Linked DNA regions of Gossypium hirsutum: region 2 is linked to region 1. A link is a contact called in public Hi-C data. All regions are on one chromosome and are shown on one strand. The core of a region is the stretch at or near the end of the contact, and the rest is flanking DNA. Distances in the headings are between cores, read along the strand shown. Region 1 holds the start of LOC121212273 (cytochrome P450 CYP749A22-like). Region 2 holds the start of LOC107894028 (zinc finger protein CONSTANS-LIKE 12).

The links. Hi-C and Micro-C count contacts between places; a contact is called where the count stands out from the background.
Region 2: a contact with region 1 is called in a Hi-C map of leaf, with 1.6 times the contacts expected there. The contact joins the promoter of LOC107894028 here to the promoter of LOC121212273 in region 1. A contact is called at or near these places in 2 of 34 Hi-C or Micro-C datasets (leaf and seedling).

Annotation. Positions count from the first base shown.
Region 1 is chrA13:12,685,098-12,689,713 of Gossypium_hirsutum_v2.1, reverse strand. It overlaps LOC121212273 (cytochrome P450 CYP749A22-like), which reads left to right and starts at 2,280. Exons shown (of 2, transcript XM_041084719.1): 1 at 2,280-2,498; 2 at 2,657-3,088. The coding sequence starts at 2,280. The coding sequence ends at 3,088. It overlaps LOC107894092 (cytochrome P450 CYP749A22), which reads left to right and starts at 987. Exons shown (of 4, transcript XM_041084914.1): 1 at 987-1,333; 2 at 1,403-1,629; 3 at 1,696-2,558; 4 at 2,657-3,150. The coding sequence starts at 1,060. The coding sequence ends at 1,953.
Region 2 is chrA13:13,074,341-13,078,956 of Gossypium_hirsutum_v2.1, reverse strand. It overlaps LOC107894028 (zinc finger protein CONSTANS-LIKE 12), which reads left to right and starts at 2,735. Exons shown (of 8, transcript XR_001683113.2): 1 at 2,735-2,923; 2 at 3,056-3,731; 3 at 3,878-4,063. It also overlaps the pseudogene LOC107894644.

The DNA of each region.
Region 1 (4,616 bases), core at 1,031-3,530:
AGCTATTATTTTGGTCAAGATTGAAATTTTAAAATTTAAAAGTGTGAAGACTAAAAATTACCTAAAGTATAAGTACTAAATTAACAACTTACACATATTATATGGACTAATAACAAAAGTTGACCTTCTAATTAAATATTTCTAAGATTTTTGTTATTTCCTAGTATAGGTTTGTAAATGAATCGAGAGCTTGAACAAATGAATTTTTGATCATTTTCGTTTATTTATTTTTAAAAGTGTTCATGTTCGTTTAGAGTTTCAAAATTTTGTTTGTGTATGCTTCTTCTTTTTTGGTGAATATAAGACAAAACAAAGTGTCCACAAGGAATTAAACTAAAACACCTAGAGGAGGTTGTTCAAACATAAGTAAAGCGTCTTCATTACTACAATTTATTTTTGCAAGAAAATTATCAACTTTATTATTTTTTCTGGGCATATATTGAATACATCATTGTACTGTCCTTTCCAACAACCTTTCCAACAACTGATGTATACGCCTAGCCAAAGCTGAATTCAAGTTTCTTGAATTGTTGTCTTGAATAATCTTAACTGCTTTCATGCTATTTGTACTAATCAATACTCTATCAAATCCCTGCTTCAATGAAAGAGATAAAGCCCTCAAAAATACCCATAACTCAGCCTCCAAAATTGAACTTATTCATATTCATAGTATGTATAATCATATTCATATTTATTAAACTTATTCAAAACTAAACCCAACCTCCAAATCTTTGCTTAAAAATTATGTATATTCATTTTCATTCATTTAAATTAAATAAACTTATTCAATAATATTTAATTAAACATATTCACAAATTATTAAAGATATATTTATGAATAACAAACAAACAAACCATAAATAACTACTTTCTTATTTTTACATATAAAAGAATCACACGTACATTTTACTAATTATATTATTATAAATAAAATAAAAACATAAACAATTATATATTTAATTATATAATAGTCAAATAATAAATAGTAAACGAGTTTTGACGAATATAAGCTGCTGCAAAATTTGGTGGATTCATCAGTGAAGATAAGAAAATAGAGGCCATGGGAAATCTTCTAATCCTTTTCACAGCTTTTTTGTGCATCTGCCTTTTCGTAGCTTTGCACTATGTCTTGCACGAGTATTTGTGGGTACCTCATCGTGTACAGTTCATCATGAATTCACAGGGGATCAGAGGACCTCCTTATGAATTTATCCATGGAAACAACAAAGAAGCTCTTCAAATGCGGAAGGAAGCATCTAGCAAACCTATGGCCTTGACACACGATATATTTCCCAGAGTAATGCCTCATGATTACTCCTGCATCAAGAAATACGGTGGGAATAACTTGTTTTGGTAGTATTTTCGGATTTCCATGAATAGATTTTAATTAAATCATTTTTTAGGGAAGAATTATCTTAGTTGGAATGGAGTTCGAGCTCAACTGGTAATAACAGACCCAGAACTGGTGAAAGAGGTGCTGAAAACCAGTGAAAAAGCTTTTTCAAAGCCAAAGCCTTCATATTTCTTTAAGAAGCTACTAGGTGACAGCATTTCTACAATCAAAAGTGAGAAATGGGGCGCAAGGCATAGGAAATTGGCCAATCATGCCTTCCATGGGGAGAGCTTAAAAGTAAATCACTAGTTTCTAATCTAATTATTGTTGTGGAACATTGATAATGGATGATGGTTTTTGCAGAATATGATTCCAGCAATGATTGCTAGCGTTGGAACGATGCTTGAGAAATGGAAAGATAAGGAAGGCAAAGAGATGGAAGTGTTCCAAGAGTTCAGATTCTTGACTTCAGAAATGATATCCAGAACAGCCTTTGGTAGCAGTTACTTGGAAGGAGAGAAGATTTTTGACATGTTGATGAAGTTGACCCTAATTATAGGCAGAAATTTTTATAAAGCAAAATTTCCTATCATCGGCTACCTTCATCTAATCCTCCACTAATATAAAATGTTTTTCCAAAAAAAAAAGTTTATCTTTTTAAGTGTAGGAAGTATTTTGGGCTATACCCATAAAAGTTCAAATGATTCTGCATTTAATATTATTAGTAAAAACCTTATCAAAAACTGGTAGCTTGTTGGTACAATCATTGATCTTGGTTTTAAAATATTGGTGTTTTTCCACCACAATGGAGTCAATGGATTGAATTTAATCTGCTTTGCCTTTTCAGCAAGTTTTGGAAATCTGCTGATGAAATTGAATCAGATAAACTTGAGAAAACGATACATGATTCTGTGATGAAGATTATTAAACAAAGGGAAGAGAAAGTAATGACCGGAGAAGTCGACAGCTGCGGCCATGATTTTCTAGGATTACTTGTAAATGTCTATCATGATTCGGATGAGAAAAACAGGTTTTTGATACAAGATATAATAGATGAGTGTAAAACTTTCTATTTTGCTGGGCAAGAAACAACCAATTTCTTGCTTGCATGGATAACCCTACTTTTAGCAATACATACAGATTGGCAAGACAAAGCAAGAGCAGAGGTGATTTAGGTTTTTGGTAATCAAAACCCAAATTCTGAAGGGATCGCCAAATTAAAGACCGTAAGCAAACTATACAAATTCTAAAGCTTGAAAACTAACATTGATCATTTATATTAAACTGCAAATTGTTATGGTTTGATTTTTTTTTTCTTGAACAGGTTACCATGATTATTAAAGAAACTTTACGGCTCTATCCTCCTCTAAATGGCGTGGTAAGAAAGGCAGTAAGAGATGTCCAATTAGGAGAACTTGCCCTACCTAATTATTTAGACCTCAACATCCGATTCATAGCACTCCACCATGACCCTGCCGTATGGGGAGATGATGTTCATCTTTTCAAACCAGAAAGGTTTGCTGAAGGGATTGCCAAAGCTACTAACAACAATGCAGCTGCATTTATGCCCTTTAGATTGGAACCTCGATTTTGCGTTGGAATGAGCTTTGCAATCACTGAAACCAAAATCGCCCTTTCCATGATTCTGCAACGCTACACTTTCACCCTTTCCCCTACCTATGTTCACGCACCTTTACCAAATCTTTCACTCAAGCCACAACATGGGCTTCATTTGTTGTTTCATTCACTACATTAAATTTGGTAAAATATTGTATTACATAATAAAATGTGGGATGCGTAACAATTCCTTGTAATGTTCATCTATTTACTATATTTTGCAACCATACGATGTATGGTTTGGGGATTTCATGTTTTGGCAACAAGATTTTTTAATTCTAAATTACATTTGTAATACGGAGAATAGCATTAAGCAATTAACACCTATACAAATGTCATAAATTTAAATTTGGAGTTTGATATTTAAAAGGATTTAGACAAAAAGATTATGTCTAAAAATAAACTTAAGTAAAGAAGTTCATTTAAACAATGGATTGGGATTGAGCTTGGACTCCAATTCCAACAGTTAATGCTCTAATTTGGCTTGACATATTATTAATTTTATAATATATTTTTACTTATCATATCATTTATATAACATAAAACTTAAATCTATATTAATATATAACATTATACCTGAAAATGGGCTTGAGTAAGAAAGCCTACTTAAAATATAGGCCAAATTTGAGTTCTAGCACTTAAAGTTTGAGCTTGTCTTGATCTATTTTTAATTTTATAATATACTATATTATTTTTATTTATAATGTAATTTGTATCACATAAAAAATAAATCTAAACATTAAAAATTAATTGTTTATATTTAAAATTTTAATAAATATATAAATTTAAAATAACTTAATTAAAAAAATGAATGCATTAAAATAAATTTAAATTATTTATTTATAAATATGAAAATTTTAAATAAAATATAAAATTTCATATTTTAAACTTAGCGGAATTGGGCAAAAAAAACATATTAGATTAATACTATCCAAAAGTTTAATAAAAATCTAACCTCATCAGTTCTGTTAATGTCTCCACTTGAAGATGAATAAATTAATCAAATAAAAACCACATTTTCCAATGGGTCACTATAATTATGCTTGAATTGTGTGGTAGGGGTGTTAGAAATGTTTAACCGAAACTTAATTGAATTAAATTAGTATTAATCAATTTTTTTATTTTTTTAACTGCTAATCAAATCAAAAAATTTTTAAAAAAATCAAATCAAAATATTTTGGTTAATTAGATCGGTTAATTGAATTAACCGAAATTGATTTATTTTTTGTTAAAACAAGTATATAACATATCAAAAAAAAATTATAAGGTTTATTTGACCGGATTAACCGAATTAATCGAACTAGTAATAGCCTAATCTATATAATATATAACATTATTTATTTAGTTCGGTTAATTACTTGATTTCGAACCGAATTAACTATTAATCAAAATTCTAAAAAATATTTAACCGACCTTCGACTGAACTAGATCGGTTAACCAAGATCAGTTCAACAGGTTAATTCGATTTTAACCGAAGTTTGAACACCCCTATTGCGTGGGATATTTCTACTGTGATGTAACTTTAGTTATTTTTCTTTTAGTAAAAGTTAATATAAAGATATGCTTTAGAACATTTTATATTAATTTTTTAAAATAAATATGATTAGAACTGGAAAATGATTATGGAACGATAATCTATTTAATTATTTGGAGTAATTGACAATATT
Region 2 (4,616 bases), core at 1,486-3,985, 390 kb before region 1:
TTTTTAAGACAGATTTGCTTCTTCAATACACATAATCGATTTAGCAATATGTTAACAAAATATAACAAATTATTTGCAAAAGAATAATATACCTCTTTGAATCTAATTATATTTGGATGCTTGAAAGACCTATGGTTCATAATCTCCCCCTGCACATGTTTATCATCTGCATAGTCAAAGAAACCCTTGAAATCAATCCATTGAGTCTAAACAAGAAAAAATGAGCCCAATTTACCCATGAATAAAAAGAAAATGCAAACAGATACAAGATCATGAACATTAACCGTAGAAATCAGAATTGTAAATATGAAATGAAAGGAAAAAGAAAAGAAAAGAAAATCCTAGTACGTACCTTGGGTCCTCTTTCAATATACTTGACAACATATGTCGATGGAGATACAGCAGCGGGAGGGGGAGGGGGGAGAGGGAGGGGGAGGGAACCGATTTTGGGAAAAAGAAAGGAGGGAAAAAAGAAGATATTTCATGTCAAATTTTGGGATTTCAGGGGGAAGGGGGGAACCGATTTTGGGAAAAAGTCTTTAGGCATTTAGGGTAACAAAACGGTGCCGTTTTGTGTAAGACTAAAAAACGCCAATAGCGGGCGTTTTCAAAAAGTCATTCTCCTTTACACAATGGCACTGTTTTGCTTCGCTAAAAATCCCTTATTTTGTTTTAATATATATAAACTTTATCATTATCTCTCAAATAATTTAAACTATATTGATAATTTTAATATATTAAAATAAATATTATCTTCTTTACAATTTTATAAGAAATTAATTAATATATAAATTAAAAAAATCAGTCATATACCCAAAAAAAACTTTAAAATTATTTTAATTAATAGTATTTTATTTTTTCCATTTTTGACATGTATTTTTCTATGTTTTTACTTTCAAAATTTTTCTCAATAAAATCCAAATGTTGCTTCAATTTTCCAACAGTAAACCCTAAATGTTAAACCCCAAACTATAAACCTATACCCTAAACCCTAAATATATATTACAAGGGATAAAAGTAATTAAAAAATAATCTTATTGCTTATCTAAACCCTAAAAATTTTTGATTTTTTATTATTTTATCAAAAACCCTAACCCTTAAACCTTAATAGCTTAACCCTTAAAACCATGAACAGTACTACAACCCTAACTATAAAACAAAAAACCACAAACTCTAAACCATAAACCTTAAAACAAAAACTCTAAACCCAAAATAATAAACATTATATCATAAACCCTAAACCCCTAAACCATGGACATTAAAACTTAAATCTTAAATCATAAACCTAAACCCCAAAATAATAAACATTATATCATAGCCCATATCCCTTAAACATTAAAACCTTAAAACCTTAACCCCAAACCTTAAACCATAATTAAATATTTAATTATATGTATACACCTAAATTATGATAAAGATACATCTCAGAATTATATATGAATTTCAATTTAATGTGTAATTGTAGACGTGAAATTCTAATTGTGGTTTAAATGTATAGTGGAAACTTTAATTTTGATTTAATCATACACATTTTAAAAAATAAATACATCAATATATTTTTATATTGAATAAATACAAATATTTATGTATGCAATATATAAATATAAAATGATGTTATATCAATAATTGTGTTCATAATTTATGCTTTTGGGATTTAACCCATTGCACACTAAACCATTGTTCATGTATGCTTCTGGGATTTAACCCATTTTGATATATATATTTTTAAAATAATAATTTATATTTATCTTATTTAAATTTATATTATAAAAATTCTAAGATATACAAATTAATTAAGTAGTTCACCATATTTACCCCTAAACCCCAACCTTCAAACCCCAAATCCTAAACCATAAATCCCAAACCATAAACTCTAAGCCCTAAACTTTAAACCATAAACCCTAAACCATAACCCATAAATTAAATTAATTTTTTGCGGCGTTTTTAAAAAAGCGCCGGTAATGCTCGATCTATAGCGTCATTTTTCAAAAAGCGCTGCTAATGCCACTAAAGCTCACATAAAACGTCGGCGTTGTGCTTAATTTTTTTGTGGCGTTTTTCAAATAGCGCCGCTAATGGTCGACCTATAGCGGTGTTTTTTAAAAAGCGCCACTAATGCTCGATCTATAGCTGCGTTTTTCAAAAAGCGCCACTGATGCTCGAGAAACATAAATTTTTCAAATTATGATTCCTATTTTTTCAAATTGAACATAATTTTTTAATTACGTAAAAAAATATGATGTTAAATTTAATCTAAAAACAAAATCAAACATAAATTTGACCACTAAATAACTGGGTATTAAACTTACCATTTATCCCATTTTAAAAAGAGATTCAGACAGTTCAGCACAGCTAAGCGCCCACATCAGCATCGTCTCACACCACAAATCAGAAACTGTTCAGACACATAAGCCACGTGTCCATCTGTGATCTCTCGAGATGCGGGGCTAAATTTTCGTCTCGAAAGTCAAAATGAGAAACCCGCACATAATCTCGGGTGATGACGTGGTGATCAATTTGTGACCAATCCTTCTATCAAACCGCCCTCAATCTTTCCACTTATTTACCATCCTCGCCATCCTCCGACCAAAACGGATGACCGCAATAAAATCACATGTCCACGTCATCCTAGAGTGTCCCATCCACAAAGCTAACATCGCACCACGTGGCAAGCACCCATCAAACCTCGGACAAACGTGAATAAATAAACCAGTTTTTGCTCACTGAAAAAAATAAAAAGAAAACTTCCAGTTACCAACGCTGACAGCTCTTCACTGTTCCCCCTATTATGTATTTTTAGCTCAAAGAAATGTTTGCTTTTCTGTTATCAATGTTGATGCGTATTTGCTTCGATTAATGGATTATGTGTTCTTCGACATTGGCTGATTTCAGAAGCCGGGATTGGGTTCTTTTCATTGAAGAGGTAAAGCTTAATCTCAATTTACTCTTTTTCTATGATTTTAAATTTTAATCATTCAAATGATTCAATTCCTTGTTCTTTGCACATGATCTGGGTATAATTTTAATCGGTTTTTGTTAATTTTGATTATTGAAGGGTAGTTTCTGTTAGGATTGAGGAATCAATAGAGCCGAATTACCGCCCAACTGCAGTGGTTTACTGTAAAGTTAGGAGGAATAACGGGATGGAACCTGTATGCGATTTTTGTCGAGGAGAAAGAGCAGTGGTTTACTGTAAATCGGATTCGGCTCGGCTTTGCTTGAGCTGTGATGGGTGCGTTCACTCTGCAAATTTGTTGTCACGTAGACACGTTCGTTCACTTTTGTGTGAGAAATGCAATTCTCAATCTGCAGTTGTTAGGTGTTTGGATGAGAAATTGTCTCTTTGTCAGGATTGTGATGGTAATGGCAATGGTTGCTGGAGTTTGGGGCATTGGCGAGAGGCCCTCAATTCTTATACGGATTGTCCTTCTTTGGCTGAGTTTAGAAGAATCTGGTCTTCGGTTCTTGGTGCTTCGTCTCCTGCTGTTTTTGATGTTGATTGGCCAGTCGGTGCTTCAGCTGCTAACGACAATTGTTTCACTAACTGTTTGAATCAAATAGATCAAGGGGGCTCATTTGAACTGGCTGGTACAAAGTTAAATGAACTAGATTCATGTCCTAAGCTAAAGCCTTGTATGGTTTCATCTTCTCTGATATCACCAAATGCAAATTACGTCCCTTACTGTAACGATGGAGAACCTGTTTTCTCAGAGGAGCCGAATATGCCAAAGGTATGGCTTTTGCTGCTATATTTATTTGAATTGGTGATGGAAAGTATTGAATTTGAAGTAATAGCTCGACTCTTGAATCATTCTTTGTTTAGCCGCATTTGGACTGATCTGTCTTGAATGTTTGATTTTGGCTCCTTTTGTTCCAGGGTTATTCTGACCTCAGAGATTTCAAAGTTCCTGATGGTGATGACCTTTGTGAGGGCCTGAACATCAATGATGTTCAATTCAGCTTCGAAACTGCCAATGAGATATTTGGTGGTTCACAAGGCCAAACTAGGTACCAGTTTGAGAAGGTTGGGACAGACTGCCTAATTATGGACAAAACTTTACCGGTAATCGAATCTAATGGTCCTAGCAAGAACATGTTAGAGGTTTTCTTTTCTCTCTCTAATTTCAATTGCAAAATTTATCTTATAAATACATCTATGGTTATATATATATATTTATATTCTATTTCTTCCTTTCCACATTTTCTAATCTAATTTGTAGTATTGTATGAGCATCTGAGTTGTTTTTCATATAAAACTTAGAAAATTATCAGCTGATGCTTTGAGTTTTAAATCCTAACTTTTTGGTACTTCATCAACTGTGATGTGAGAGTGTAATAGGTAATAGGCCAAAAATCCATCTGCTATATAGCTATTGTTTCTATTCAGTAATATGTTTCTGATAAAGTAAAATCTGAAACTTGAAGTCCTTGTGCAATAGAACACCATTTATTTTATGTCCTAAGTGGCCTCCATTTGCAGCATTTGTTTTAAAATCAATTCATTTCACTGCATTAGTTTCAACTCATGACTTGTGCAAATCGTACTTTGTAATACTACTACCTTCTGCTCTACAAATCAAACAATAATAGACATATGGTAAGGAACAATTAAGTTC